2 separate regions of the Mus musculus genome follow, and region 1 is linked to region 2. Evidence: chromatin contacts called from public HiCAR-type data. All regions are on one chromosome and are shown on one strand. The core of a region is the stretch at or near the end of the contact, and the rest is flanking DNA. Distances in the headings are between cores, read along the strand shown. Region 1 has its middle 13 kb from the start of Gm46788. Region 2 has its middle 22 kb from the start of Gm52536.

The links. HiCAR-type assays count read pairs that join an accessible place to other places.
Region 1: a contact with region 2 is called in a HiCAR-type map of embryonic stem cells, with 2.9 times the contacts expected there. The contact joins two enhancer-like sites. A contact is called at or near these places in 4 of 115 datasets of contacts at active chromatin or transcription factors (all in embryonic stem cells) and 1 of 9 other capture datasets (embryonic stem cells).

Annotation. Positions count from the first base shown.
Region 1 is chr2:169,310,317-169,313,016 of GRCm38.p6, reverse strand. No RefSeq gene overlaps it. Among named protein-coding and RNA genes, the nearest start is that of Gm46788, 13 kb to the right of the region's middle. Within about 2 kb of position 1,421, at least 6 of the 459 cell types and tissues checked have an H3K27ac peak or open chromatin away from gene starts, as enhancers often do. A contact at or near this core is called in embryonic stem cells, where this site is marked.
Region 2 is chr2:169,100,207-169,102,906 of GRCm38.p6, reverse strand. No RefSeq gene overlaps it. Among named protein-coding and RNA genes, the nearest start is that of Gm52536, 22 kb to the right of the region's middle. Within about 2 kb of position 1,441, at least 4 of the 459 cell types and tissues checked have an H3K27ac peak or open chromatin away from gene starts, as enhancers often do. A contact at or near this core is called in embryonic stem cells, where this site is marked.

The DNA of each region.
Region 1 (2,700 bases), core at 172-2,671, 210 kb before region 2:
AGGCGCCACAGCATGCTGACTTAAAGCCTGGGCCTCTCTCATAGGCAGTTGCTCTGCTCCCCTCTTCCATCGCTGGCCTTTCTAGGTCACTCTTGTTCTTTGATATTAGGGACTTTAACACTGGAAGGCCTCAAGTCTGTGTTTTTGCGTGTGACTTTGCTGGCCCTACTGTTACGTTAGTATTTGTAACACACCTGAACATCCCTAAAGCTGTGGACAGACTGTATAGCATACACACATACACATACTCATACATACACACACACACACACACACACATACATATATACATACACACACACACATACATACACATGCATATATGCACACACATACATACATATACACACATACATACACATGCATACATGCACACACATACATACATATACACAAATACATACACACATATATATAGATACATACACACATATACATACATACACACATACATATATACATATACACACATGCATCCATACACATACATACATACACACATACATACATACACACACATACATATATACACACACATAATACACATATACAGAGATGTCAACAGAAGACAAACATTTCAAAATTCCGAAGGTGCTGGATTTTTTTGTGTTAGGAATGTTCAACTACTAAAACCTCTATAAACATTCCAAAATCTGGAAGCAAAACTCAAAACTTCCAGGCGTGGACACTTCCATACCCACAGGTTTCACATGCAGGCCCCATCGGACCTGAGGGCCTGTGTTTTGACACAAATCCTCCCCTTGGGTTCTGCTGCTGGGAACACAACCTAAGGCACTTCTTTTTAGAAAGAATTTTTCCTGCCATGCAGGAAACAGATAGCAGAGTCATGTGTAAGTGTCCAGGGTTATCCAGATGTGAATGACATGGCCAGACAACTGAGCATGCTCAGAGAGTATGCCACGCACGAGGCAGCCCCTATGAGATGGGATCCCAGATACGTATAGCACAGCGAATGAGGAAGAAAAGACCATGAAGGGCAAACTCAAGACGTATGCAAATTATCTCTCAGGAGCCAAGCAGCTCTTCACCGTGGAGAGCGAGCGGATGTTCTTAGAATATCAGTTAATAATAGCAAACATCCCCGCTAACGAGGGCTGCAGACACACAATAGAATTTAATCGCCGGTACCACAGCCTCACAATGGGAAATTACAATGCCCTGAATAGAATAGGTTTCATTTTTCAAAGTGAATATTTTGCCTTTACAATCTCTCAGTGCCAACGATGCTCTTGGATTAGAACTGATTAGAGAGTCTTTTATCGAGAAACAAGGCTCTTGGCTGTTTACACAGATTGCTAAAGCTTTATCCAACTGAAACAAAAACTCTTTACACTCCTCTCCATCCTGCCTCTCCCAGAGCCTTTGATTATCTAGAGAGGACTTCCGCTGTCTGTCTGTTTCAGCAAGGCATCAAGATAGGAGGAGAAACAAGAGCTCTAGGGAGGTGCTGAGAGCTGAGATCCACTCCACCCACCCAGCACTTGGGTGGGTCCCAGCATCTGGTTCATACTCTCCTGGAGTGACTCAGTACTTACAGATCCATACCAGGACCTACTGCCTGCCAGGCTCCGTTATAGGCGTAAGCCTAAAGAGTAGCCCATCCCAGTCTCTGACCACATAGATTATAAAGTGTATTCCTTGCACTGGTAAAATTAGGGGGTAAAGCAGAAAGAAGCATATGTTCCTAATGGGTTTTCTTTTCAATTTCTCGGTATTCTGTAAATGTCTGCCTTCTTTCTAATGTTGTCCATTGCAACTCAACTGTGTGTTGTATGTATTCTACAGAAATCATTATGTATGATCACAGCAACTCATTCTTTTTGCCTCTTAAAACGGATTTTGAGAATTTCATGCACAAGCTCTCTTTACATCATTGCTGTCCCCTCCTTCTCATCCCCCAACTCCTCCTGTGTTCTTTCCGCTCCTCGTGACCTCACCTTAAACTATTAGTGTCAGATATATGTATGTGTGTGTGTGTGTGTGTGTGTGTGTGTAAAAATATAACCTGCTGAGTCATTTAGCATTGCTCGTGTGTGTCCTTGTGTATACCTGTGTATACATGTGTGTTTGTGGTGTGTGTCTGTGTGAGTACATGTGTATGTGTACATGTGTGTATATGTGTGTATGTGTATGTGGTGTATTTGTGAATGTATACGTGTGTGTGTGTGTGTGTGTGTGTGTGTGTGTGTGTGTGTGTGTGTGTGTGTGAGTGTGTGTGTGTGTGTGTATACACGTGCGTGCGTGTGAGTGTTTAAGGCTGGCCACTTGGGATTAAGTAATTTATGAGGGGACTCATTCTTAGAGAACACTGATCCTTCCTCTCTCAGCGTCCATTTACTTGTAGCTCTTCATCTAGGGATATAACCTGGAGCTGGAGAGGTGAGACAGCGGTTAAGAGCACTGACTGCTCTTCCAGAGGTCCTGAGTTCAATTCCCAGCAACCACATGGTGGCTCACAACGATCTACAATGGGAGCCTTGCAAGATCTCCTTCCCCTTCCCCATCTATCTGACATGTTGGCTGACGTTGCCATTGTGCAAGTCTTGCTTAGGTGACCATATTGTTGAGATTTCCTGGATGCAACTCTCCTGACACAATTAGATGACATCATCTTCCTGCAGGCATCCTAGGCCTCTGGTCCTCACAACCCTCCTGCCCACTCTTCCATGATGTCCCCTG
Region 2 (2,700 bases), core at 192-2,691:
ATTAGGTGTTGGTTGGGTGGCTTTGGTTGGTTGGTTGGTTGGTTGGTTGGTTGGTTGGTTGGTTGGTTGGTTTTGGTTGGTTGGTTGGTTGGTTTTGGTTGGTTGGTTGGTTTTGGTTGGTTGGTTGGTTTTGGTTGGTTGGTTGGTTTTGGTTGGTTGGTTGGTTTTGGTTGGTTGGTTGGTTGGTGGTGGTAGTGGTTGTTGTTTTGTCTTTGGTTTTTCAAGACAGGGTTTCTCTGTGTAGCCCAGGCTATATTGGAACTTGATCTGTAGACCAGGCTGTCCTTGAACTCACACAGATCCACCAGCCTCTGCCTCCTGAGTGCTGGAATTAAAGGTGTGGGCCACAACCACCTGGCTTCTGTTTTAAAATACCATTTCTTCCCTTATTGCATTTACCAAATAGTTTTTCTTCCACATTCACAAATAGGAACTGAGACATAGCCAAGCCACCATTCATATTTATTGAGAAAGTCTAGTTTCCAGTTGAGAACCATCTTCCCCATCCCTTGAGGGCCCTCTACTTCAGCCTCCATAGCTCCTGTCATTTTGTTGCGTCTGGAGTTGTTCTTCTGGCTGTTGTTAGTTTCACCGGCATGTTTATATCTACGAGATCAGAAGTGGAAATTACATAAAATCTGAGGCCAGTTAAATAACCCCAATATCGTTCTAATATACCATTCAGTCGTAGTAACCAACTGCCCCATAAGGGCGTGTTAAGAATCAGCAAACTGGCAGAGCCATGAATAAACCAGTTTCTGCAGGTTTCAGTCACTGCTGTATTTCCATGGCCCAGCACATGACTAACGACTCAGAGAATAAACATTGCGGAGTGGTGGGAAGGAGGAACTAGAAAGCTGCCTGGTGCGTGCAATCACAGACTCCCTGGAACCCACGGGAGGAGTCAGTGCTGCTCAGAGGCATGCATGCTGTGGAGACTTACTGGAGAACACAAGAAGGGAAAGCCTAGAAGATTCTCTCCCCCAAGGGTTCTGGAGAAGTTCTAACCATGTTCACTCTGGAAACACTTCCGTGAGTCACCAGTTTTTCGGGATAAAGGAAATTCAATCTGGATTGAGGGCAAAGAATGCCTTCTACGGCCAAGATGGGAGGTGTTTCCTGAAGAGCAAACAAATGTCCCGGACCTTCCTACTGCTGTGGTAGACAGATAGGAAGAGGAAATGGGGGCAGGGCATGCTGGAGTTCAAGGGTAGGGCCCTGCATTGCCTGTGTAAAACCCTGGATTCTATCCAGTATCAAATAAAACTGGGGGAGGGTACTGCCTTGTGATCCCAGCACTTGGGAGAGAGAGAAAAGAGGACCGGGGGTTCACAATTATCCTTGGCTACATTGGAGGTCAGCCTGGGCTACATGAGATCCTGCCTCAACAGACAGAGCGGGAGCACAGTGGAGATACTGAGCCGGCAACAGGATGGGGTCAAAGTTCATGCAGCGTCTGCTTCCCCTCTCCAACAGGGACACCATCGCCCTCCCTCAAGATCCTATAAACAAGTGAGAGAAGCGCACCTTGGTCAGCAGCATTGACGTTTACTCTGTCTTTCTATAAGAAGAAAGAAAAAAAAAAAAAGAAACAAAAAAACTTTTCAAAGTACCTGATCGTACTGATCTATAAGGAAATTAAAACGTCGCTCCCTCTAGGCAAAGTCATATTCAAATTTTTAAAAAAAATGGGCTTTTTCTTCTCTGTGTTTGTGTGCCAACTTTGGGGGTCATCCCTCAGATGCCTTCCCCCTTTGGCTTGAGAAGTAGCCTCTCACGGACCTATAATTCTCCATGTAAGCTAGGCAGGCAGCCAGGGAAGCCCAGGGGTCCTTCTGCCTCTGCCTCCCCAGTGCTGGGATTGCAAGCATGCACCACCATGCCTGGTTTTTCACATGGGTTCTGAGGATGGAAGTCTAGTCCTTGTGCTTGCAAGGCAAATATTTCACCAAATGAACCATGGCCTCAGACACCGCCAACCCCTGGCCCACCCCCACCCCCACTCCCCCACCCACCCACCCCACCCACCCCACCCCCCCACCCCCGTCACCAGTCTCCAGCCCCACCTACGCCTCCCCCATCCCTCCCCTGCCTCTCCCACACACCACCACCACCCCACCCGCCCCCGCATATTTTAATTGGAGTAGACTCTGGCTTACAGTCTTTTGGCCTCTGGCATCAGCCTCGGTTCACGGTAGGGTCACGTCCTCAGCACCCCCACCACAACCCCGCCTCTGCCACTGAAGCTCAGGTCTGAAGGCAGAAATTCTCTCCAATAACATCTCCTTTGACTTGGAGGATGTAACTCAAAATCACATCGGGTGGAGTTTTTTAAGTCTGGAACTAGGAAACCCGGGGTCACAGCAGCAGTGTCCCAGCCTCCTTCCACCCTGTCATTTCTCCATATAATTTTCCTTCCCATGACCATCAAGTGGTCCAAAACTGTTGCTGGAAGTACCCGCTGCCATCAGGTATCATACGATCCGGAAGAATGGAAGGAGAGAGGCATAGAGTCGGCTCCTTTTAAATATATTCCCACATAATTAAACAAAAACTTAGATTCACAGCCCCAGTGTGCTGCAAAGGACTCTGGGAGGACTTGCTACACTGGGGGCTGTTTTGTGGTACTGAATAACTGAAGGTCAAGTCTAGGGAATACGGGGAGGGGCGGTTTCAGGTAAGGAAATTATCGGTTCTCCC